Regions from separate parts of the Zea mays genome. Here region 1 is linked to region 2. A link is a contact called in public Hi-C data. All regions are on one chromosome and are shown on one strand. The core of a region is the stretch at or near the end of the contact, and the rest is flanking DNA. Distances in the headings are between cores, read along the strand shown.

Region 1 (5,223 bases), core at 35-2,534, 250 kb after region 2:
AGCCCTGGGTCGGGCGGAGCGGAGTTCGCCGTCTTCCGGGGCTGAGCCCGAGTCCGAGCCCTGGGTCGGGCGGAGCGGAGTTCGCCGTCTTCCGGGGCTTAGCCCGAGTCCGAGCCCTGGGTCGGGCGGAGCGGAGTTCGCCGTCTTCTGGGGCTTAGCCCGAGTCCGAGCCCTGGGTCGGGCGGAGCGGAGTTCGCCGTCTTCTGGTGCCGAGCTTGAGTCCGAGCCCTGGGTCGGGCGGAGCGGAGTTCGCCGTCTTCCGGGGCTTAGCCCGAGTCCGAGCCCTGGGTCAGGCGGAGCGGAGTTTCCTATGGCGCCTCTGGCAAGGCCTGACTGCCTGTCAGTCTTACTCTGTCGAGTGGCACTGCAGTCGGAGTGGCGCAGGCGGCGCTGTCCTTCTGTCAGACCGGTCAGTGGAGCGGCGAAGTGACGGCGGTCACTTCGGCTCTGCCGGGGGGCGCGCGTCAGGATAAAGGTGTCAGGCCACCTTTGCGTTAAATGCTCCTGCGACTCGGTCAGTCGGTGCGGCGATTTAGTCAGGGTTGCTTCTTAGCGAAGGCAAGGCCTCGGGCGAGCCGGAGATGTGTCCGCCGTTAAAGGGGGGGCCTCGGGCGAGACGGAAATCCCTCGGGGTCGGCTGCCCTTGCCCGAGGCTAGGCTCGGGCGAGGCGTGATCGAGTCGCTCGTACGGACTGATCCCTGACTTAATCGCACCCATCAGGCCTCTTCAGCTTTATGCTGATGGGGGTTACCAGCTGAGAATTAGGCGTCTTGAGGGTACCCCTAATTATGGTCCCCGACAGTATTCGTATTCGAAGCTATCCGTATTCGAATTCGAATCCGAATAAAAATATGAAAACAAATATGATTTCATTGATATTCGTCCGTATTCGATCCGATTACACCCCTATATATATATGCATTCGGATGTGGATGAAAAAAAAAGGTCTAGAATTAGAAAGAACTATATTTTGAGATAGATTGAGTAAAAAATTATTTCTATAGAGAGAGAAAAGAGAAGCTAGAATAACTAACGTTTTGCAAGGGAAGTCGTAAGTAGGAGCTAGCTAGGACTAGCTAGCATCTCTAAGCAAATATCAGCGATACGAGAAAAGATGCCGTGCAGCAAAAAGAATGGTTGGTGATGTTCACTGTTCAGCCAGTTGCTTGGACAACAATATATTCGAAAATATAAACAAAAATTGTCCAGAAGAAGTTGGAATAATTGATGGGGATGGGGGTTTCTGTTCACTGATGTTCGCGCCGCCCCGTCTATCGCATTCGTCCTCTTCCTCCTGCCTATCGATCCCACTCGCCGATACATATCCCTGTGCTACTCCTACTGTTTGTACTAGTAAGCCTTCGTCACAAATTAGACTTTTTTTTGTCGCGTTTGTTCGGCTTGTTCTATTTAATTATTTTGAGAAAATTTAAAATTTAAAGCCATATTATATGTTAAACAATACCACAAAAAATCAACAATAATTATATATTTTTAATAAAACAAGCCGATTAAATTTAGAATAAAGAAGTCAAATGAATTATAACAGACGGAGCAGTGGAGTACACTATATTGCGAAATCTCACCTATCGTTGCCCTCCCCACACGACATGCATGAATCTCACACCGACAGTTAGCTTATAAAATCAACTAAAGCTAATTACCTTCTAAACAAGTATTTAACATATTTAAATATCATTTATATGATGTGTTCGCAACTGTAGCTCTGTACGTAGATAGAAAACAAAGAAGAATGGAAAGAACTGAATACTACTTTGTTATGGGATAGAGAGTAGCAAAGAATACTCTGTCGTGGTCCATTTTATAAAAAAAAGGTGGCCAGAGGAAAGAAAAACATGTATAGCTAGGTCAGGTACATATATAGTATACAGCATCCCCATATGCATGCATGCCAAGTTGCCAACTACCCGGCAAGCACGATCTCATCCGTTGCGACACCAAGATGCCGTGGCCCGTGAAACACATGTAGATCAGGCCTGACATAGCTTATGATAGATTATCTTATGTGGTTACTGGAGGTGTTTGGTTGCTCCTGCTAAAGTTTAGCCCGGGTCACATCAAGCGTTTGACTTTTAAATAGGAGTATGAAATATAGACCCAACCAACTGGACTAGATTCGTCTCGTCTTTTAATTTTCGGCTGACAAATTAGTTTTATAATCCGACTACATTTAATACCCGAAACGGAGGTTCAAACATTCGATGGGACAGGGGCTAAATTTTAGTTTGGGGTAACCAAACACCCCCTAAAACAAAGGAAAAAAAGTCTATATAGCCCTCAACTTTTATAGTGTAACCTCCTTCGTCCCCTCACCTTTAAAATCATCGGCTTTATAAAACCAGACAAATAATCCTCTAGACCTCGTTGTTTAACATCTTCAGCTTTACAAAATCAGATAAATAACCCTGTGAACAACTTAAGTTGTTGGTTTTTTATGAAGATGACATTGATTTAAGTGGACCTTGTCTATTTCAGTTCAGTGATATAGTAATATCTATATTTATATAATTTTACACACAAATTCATAATAAGATATTATATGTGCCATAACGTTTCTGGAATTTTAGGAGTCACAACTTATTATTAAAAATCCAAAAAATACAACTTATTATTAAAAATCCAAAAATTACCTGAAAAGATCTTAATACTTTTTTATCTCTATTCCATTTCTTATCCTCTAAGCCAAAAAAATTTACTAGCGCTAACTAATACTATTACTATACATAGAGATGGCCAAACGGGCCGCCCGTCCCGTTTTGGGCCCGACCCACCAGGCACGGTTAGAAAACCGGGTCGGGCCTTCTAAGCACACGGGCTCAATTTCCTGTCCGAGCCCGGCCCGCAGCGGGCCTAAACGGGCCGGGTCGGCCCGTTTAGCACGAAAAAAGCGGGCCAAAAACGGGTTATGCGGGCCGGTAAGCATATTTTAGTGTAAAAAACGGGCTTAACGGGCTTAGAGGTAAACGAGCCGTGCCGGGCTAGCCCACCGTGTCTAGTTTCCTATCCGAGCCCGGCCCGCTTATTCGTGCCAGACCGGCCCGGGCCCGCATAGAACCGGGTCGTGCCGAGCTCGGACCGGGCCCAAACAGCGGGCTTCGTGCCGGGCTCGCGGGCCTCGTGCTTACTAGACATCTATAACTATGCTACTGAAATTGTTTTTATTTTATTAAGCAAGCTAAGTGTTCTTTCTTCTAATTGTTAACTAAATCAATTTTACATTTGTTTTTTAGAAACACTTAGCAAACATTAAAATAATCTTTAATTTTTACACATGCCTTCTCTTAGCTAAAATAACAAATATAAATATTTCAAAAAAATTGTAAGGACTTTAAATCTAGACCCATATAAAGTTCTTTGAAATATTTATATAAAATATGAGTCCACATTTAAAGTTCCTAGAAAAATGTATAAATATTTGTGTAAGTTATTTTAGCTAAGAGAAGGGTTGTGTAAAAATTGGAGATTTTTTTATTACTATTTGCTAAGTAATTATAAAAAATAAATGTAACATTGATTTAATAATTAAAAGAATTATCACTTAACTTGCTTAATAAAATCAACAAAAAATAGTAGTTTAGTACTAGTGTAGTTATCTCTAGTAAAAACATTAGCATTAGAAGATAAGAAATGAGTTAGAGACAAAAATATTAAACTCTTTTCATGTATTTTTCATTTTAGTAATTGAGCTGCTATCCAAATAAAATTCAGAAAAATAGGGTACATATAATATCCTATTATCAATTTGTATATAAAATTATATAAATTTTAGATATTGCTACATCACATAATTTAGGTAGATAAAACTGATGTCACTTAAATTATGTCAGGTCAACAAAACGACCAAATAAAACTATTCAGGGGACTATTTGTCTAGTTTTATAAAGTTGGGGTTAAACAACCGGTTTTGATGGTGAGATGGTGACGTAGACTATACTTTGAAGGTCGAAGGATTATGTAGACTTTTCCCTCAAAACAAACTGAAGCTAGAGTTAGATAGATTAAATCCAACACTAGCCCAATTAGACTGAGGGCATGTTTAGTTCAGTTTTTTTTCTGATAATCTTTGCTAAAAATTTGGCTATGGGAGAATCTGGGTATCGTAAGGATTATGTGTGGAGGAAGATGAAGAGGTATATGAGGTTTAGAAACTAGGAAGTGATGGATTTCTCCGATCATGACCACTTGGTTGATTGTGTGTTTATATTGATTTTAGACGATTTCCACTGAAGTGATTTTCATAAAAACAGGTTAAAAAACTAAACGTTTGGCAGTCTATAGCAACTTCTAGCAGCCACAATCAACAAAAAAAAGCTAAATCAAACCCGGCTTATGATTACTAAATCGGCTATATAAATAGATAAAGCAATGTTACGCGTTATTTATAAAGTAGAAGAGTTTAAAATAAAAGAAAAAAAATGAAAAACCTGGTGACCTCAACGTATTAGTCTACCTCCGGCTGCTTTTCTATTATATTTTCTATCACATTTTTTATTTTAAACTCTATATAATAATACTATGTGCTGGACACAACTTTAAGAATATGTACAACTCCATTTATTAGGTGGTCTTTTAAATAGTCTTTAGGTAGTTAATTGAAAAAATATAAGGACCAGTCTCTATAAAATTTTCTATATGCATGATCTCTTAACTTTATTAATTATTTAGAGGCTATGTAGTTTTTTTATTGTCTATTATATATATAAACTTATTTCACCGTCTTAGGGTTATAGAGTTATTCATGCAACTAATTTGCAAACTTGGGCCTCGACCCAGGTTGCTGTCAGGTCTGGTACTCTTGTTGTCACTCAACTATCTAATCTTTTAGAGCATGTACAATAAGTATTCTGAGCCGTGTCTTCGAGTGTTTCTAAAGAGGTAACGTATTTTAACAAGACACTGTGTCTTGGCTTTATGGTCGAGACAAAGAACTATCTGATTAGTCAATTTGATTTATTAAATATTTAATTGGTATAATAGATATAGTAAGATACAAGTTTTAGACACATTTATTATATTATACTAGGTATATGCCCGTGCGTTGCAATGGAACCAATATATTAAAATACATTGATATACAAAAATACTAAATGTTATCCCATACTTTTTTAGCATCATAAAAGTGGATGTTTATATATCTTAAAAGATGTAGGACTACTCTAAAGTTCTAGAGACAACTTAATTTTGATTGACAGCACAACATA
Region 2 (4,710 bases), core at 1,966-4,465:
ACTTTGTGTCCCGTTTGATTGAGAAGGAGAAGCTCACTCGGTCTAAGTGACCGTTTGAGAGAGGGAAAGGGTTGAAAGAGACCCGGTCTTTGTGACCACCTCAACGGGGAGTAGGTTTGCAAGAACCGAACCTCGGTAAAACAAATCATCGTGTCACACTCTTTATTTTCTCACGATTTGTTTTTGTGCCCTCTCTCCCGAACTCGTTTATATTTCTAACGCTAACCCGGCTTGTAGTTGTGCTTAAGTTTATAAATTTCAGATTCGCCCTATTCACCCCCCCTCTAGGCGACTTTCACTATCTCTAGTCGTCGTGGTTTAAAGGTACGCGGTTGTTGCGGGTCTTGAGTATGATCGAACCGTCCGCTGGAATTCTCCGGATCGTCCGGCGTGGTCTCGGACCGTCTGCGCCTGTGCATCGGACCGTCCAAGATGCGCAGCATGGGCTCCTACTTCTGCCCCTTGGTCTGCGCTTGCCCCCTAGTGCTGGAGGTCGTGATGATCACCTTAAGAGTCTCCCCTCCATCGGGAGTCTTCTCGGCCACCACTTTTCTGCAAGAAATTTTATGATTCCCATCTATCTCTCTTGTGTTGCCGATGATTATCTCTTTGTCTTTGCCCTTATCGGCTGTGTTTGGCCGAACCAGGATCCTGTTGCCCTCAAAATCGATCATGTTCATCGGAAAGGGCTCCGTGTCCACCTGCATTTCCTGAAATTTCAATCGTCCTTCGTTAATGGCCGATTGAATCTGTCGACGGAATACATTACAATCATTAGTGGCATGAGAAAATGAGTTATGCCACTTGCAGTATGCACGGCGTTTCAGCTCGTCGACGGATGGAACAGTGTGATTTATTCTAATGTTGCCATTTTTGAGTAATTCATCAAATATTTTATCACATTTACCGACATTAAATATAAACTTAACCTCCTCTTGCCGTTTCTTTTGAACCGGCTGCAAGTTTGGCCTGTTTTGGCCAAACCATTTCAGCCGCGTATACCTCTGCTGATTCGTCATCCGAGCTACTCTGGTCGCACTCTACTATATGCACATTGTGACGAATTGTTTTAGTAGTTTCTTTGCTCCAGCTCTCACAAGCCAAAGCTCTTTGATGTAATTGTGCTAGCGTAAAGAACTGGATACCTTCTATTCTTTCTTTTAAATAATATCATAGTCCATTGAAGGCTAATCCTGCTAGCTGTTTTTCCGCTAATTGTATTTGGAAGCATCGGTTTCTTGTATCCCGGAATCTCCGGATATAGTCATTAACCGATTCGTCTTTCCCCTGTCGCAAGGCCACTAGGTCTACCAAATCTAACTCATAGTCACCGGAGAAAAAGTGGTCATGAATTTTTTGTTCTAACTCCCCCCATGACAAAATAGAATTAGGAGGTAAAGTGGCGTACCATGCGAACGCGGTTCCTATTAAAGATAATGAAAATAAACACACGCGAAATGCTTCTGTGTCGGCCAATTCTCCTAATTCTTGGTCACCCGAAATTTTTGCGAATTCGGGTATCCTGGTGCCCTGGGGGTATGGGTGGTGATCAAATCGGCTGTCATAAGGTTTCTGATATGATTGCCCCCCAGACACCATGCTTACTCCGATCTTATCTTGGAACGCCCCGGCTATTTCCTCCCTCACTATATCGATGGCAGCCGGTGGGAGACCACCGACTCTCTAGTTAAACATAGGTGGGGTTGGCTGGATATTAGCATGTTGTCTTTCCCCCCATTGGTTTGAGCTATGTGGTGCATTGCCATTTACCCTATCTGGCTCATAGGATTGATCGTTTCTTTCCGGCCTTCTAGGCGGGGCTAGAAAGTTCTCCTGGGCTCGGGATTTTGTATTAATGGGCTGATGCATTGCATAGTGTGATGGGAAGTGTTGCTGGGACGGGTGAGAATTCAGGTAATAATCCTTCTCAAAAAACTCATGTACGGACTGTCCGGACATGTACCCGGACCGTCCGTGATTATATGCGGACCGTTTGTCATTGTATGCGGACGGTCCGACCTGGTAGTTTAGATTCTGTGTCATATGTTGTGGCTCGGGTGCATGCTGGGTAACTCATTAAAAATGGGCCCGGCCGTTGCTGGCCCGGACGGTCCGCGCTCACGTGCGGACGGTCCGGGCATGTGCAGATCGCTTGATTTACTGTCGATTTGTGGTTGCTCAGGGTATGTGTCCATCGACATCCCATAAAGGGGTTGTAACTGGTCGTGACAACCTATAGCCGATGTATTACGCGTGTTACCCTATAATTCAACCTCGTGCGAAGGAAAATTTGCGATACTAGATTTATCAAATGCACGTACTAGTCTCCTATAATCGTTTTGCATACCCCTATGATATTTTGCATTTGTTCTCGTTGTTCATCTACATAATTCTTAAGAGATTGTAGCTCGTTTGTATTACTTACATTGGGTCGGAGCGAAGCCGGATCCGTCGCCCGTTGTCGGACGACTTTATTGTTCCTGTCCACCTTGAAGTTAGCCAAAAACTTCGCTTTTGCCTCTTGTATCAGATGCTCCTTGTGCTCCTCGAACTGGAGTTGTTCGTCAGCCGGCAAGGTTTCCCAAGTCGGCTCTATAATGTTGTTGGGGGAGACTTCAGAACTATCCATTGAACCGGCCATTGAGGGCCGATTTGATAGGTCTAGATGTGTGTTCCCCAGCGGAGTCGCCAAAAAGTATGTTGACACTTTTTTCGGGCGCCAATCACTCAACACGAACCAGCGGCGGTGCTCTCTGCACAGGGGCGGACGGTGCGGCCTGGTGCGAGGCTAGGATTTCCTGCCTGACGACTGGACGGTCCGCGCCCTGGGACCGGACGGTCCGCGCGTGCGCAAGGGCGGCGGAAGATCGTCGGTGGCGCCTGGATCTCGCTCTCAGGAGGGACCCTGTCGGGGAGGAGAGATCCTAGGTGATGTATAGGCTCGGCAGGCCGACCTAGACTTCTCTAATTGACGTAGAGTCGAAGAGAAGCGAAGAATTTGAAGATTGTAAGACTAACCTAGAACAGAGTAGAACTACTCCTAAGAATAAATGTAAATTGTATTGATTGAGGGTTCGATTGATTGATTAAATTGGCCGTATTTCTCTACTTTTATAGAGAAGAGGGGCTGGATCGTTACCAACAAAATTCCAAGCTTATTCCGAGGAAACTCAGAACCCTAATTTATTCTGCGCTTGCGCGGACCATCCGGTCCAAATCGGGACACTCATTTTGGCACCCAACAGTACGCAAGTCAGCGGCTGCGAGGGCAAGGACGGCGGCAGGAAGCAGAGGAGAGGAGCGCGAGGAAGCAAGTGTAGATGGCGTCGACAGCGGAGGTCTCGAGCTGCTTGCTGATAGAGGATGGAGCGCGCGAGGGAGTGGAACGGAGGGGGAGGCGGCGAAGGTGGGGATCTCACTGGAGGCAATGACCGTGGCGAGAAGGGAGTCGCCGACTAGGCAAGGCGTCCAGGAGGCCGGACGCCGAGTCCTGTCGCCTCGCCTCGCCTGTGACAGTGACAGTAGTCACAGTGCCGAGAAACGGCAAAACAACACGGCCAACATGACATGTGGATGATGAGCTGGTAGTCATGTCCAGCTCAGCTCAGAAATGGGACCCCGGCGAGACCTGCCGCCTATCACGAGTTTCACGACGGCGACTCGGCTTGCCCATTCAATGGAGGTGGTGGGTCTCCCCCGTTTCGTCTCCTGCCATTCGTCCTCCTCCTCCCCTGTCTCTCTCTCCATCCATCCAATCCCACCTGGAGAAAAACGAGACAAATCAAATCTCGCCGCGAGTTGGGCGCTGAGCGCGGGCGCCATGGCGAGCAACAGCGCGCCCGGCGCCGGCTACGAGTGCGGCAGCGACAACGACGGCGGGCTGCACAAGCCGCTGCTGCCCAACAGCGGGAGCTGCCAACGGACGGGGTCGCGCCAGCCCAGCCTCAACGCCGCCGGCACCTCCTCCAGGGCCGTCCTGCGCGAGTCCCACGTCTCCGCCTTCCTCTGCACGCTCATCGTCGCGCTCGGCCCCATCCAGTGCGGCTTCACAAGCGGCTACTCCTCGCCGACGCAGGACGGCATCATCCGGGACCTCAACCTCTCCATCTCCGAGGTACCTCCTGGCTGCAGTTTCTACGTCCTAACGCTAGCTTTGTCTTCACGCTCGGCTCGGCGCGTTCGTCTCAAAATCAAACGAACAAATAATTGATGGAGCTCCGTCGCCTCCCCAGTTCTCGGCGTTCGGTTCGCTGTCCAACGTGGGCGCCATGGTCGGGGCGATCGCCAGCGGCCAGATGGCCAAGTACATTGGCCGGAGAGGGGTGAGAAACAACTCTGCTTTCTTCATTTTTCTACGACTTGTTTCCTTGCAAATGTCTCAGAAAATTGTTCTGTCAGTTTCGTGGTCTATGCTGCTCGGGCCCATTTTTGGGTGGGTGGTTTTGATGACTCTGTGCAGAGAGGGTCGACAGCACCACTGGCCACTATCCACTACTTAAATTTATCACGTTTTCTATATTTAATATGCCTAAATTTTAAAGATGATTTCAAGCAACACCTTTATACCACCAATAAATTGTTATTTTTGCGATTTTTATTTGTCTTTTGTGGCATTGTATATCAATTTCTTATTCTTGTCTGACTACAGAAATGATTGTAAACTATTATTTGTTTTTATGCCAACATAAATAAGATTTTGAAGGGTTTGTG

The links. A called contact is a pair of places that touch in the nucleus more often than the background predicts.
Region 1: a Hi-C map of leaf mesophyll shows a contact between it and region 2, with 3 times the contacts expected there. The contact joins the enhancer-like site here to the promoter of LOC109939172 in region 2. A contact is called at or near these places in 2 of 25 Hi-C or Micro-C datasets (ear and leaf mesophyll).

Annotation. Positions count from the first base shown.
Region 1 is chr8:72,922,442-72,927,664 of Zm-B73-REFERENCE-NAM-5.0, forward strand. No RefSeq gene overlaps it. Among protein-coding and RNA genes, the nearest start is that of LOC100304080, 18 kb to the right of the region's middle. Within about 2 kb of position 1,285, at least 10 of the 20 cell types and tissues checked have an H3K27ac peak or open chromatin away from gene starts, as enhancers often do. A contact at or near this core is called in leaf mesophyll, where this site is marked.
Region 2 is chr8:72,674,883-72,679,592 of Zm-B73-REFERENCE-NAM-5.0, forward strand. It overlaps LOC109939172 (sugar transporter ERD6-like 6), which reads left to right and starts at 3,216. Exons shown (of 18, transcript XR_004851970.1): 1 at 3,216-4,114; 2 at 4,233-4,322.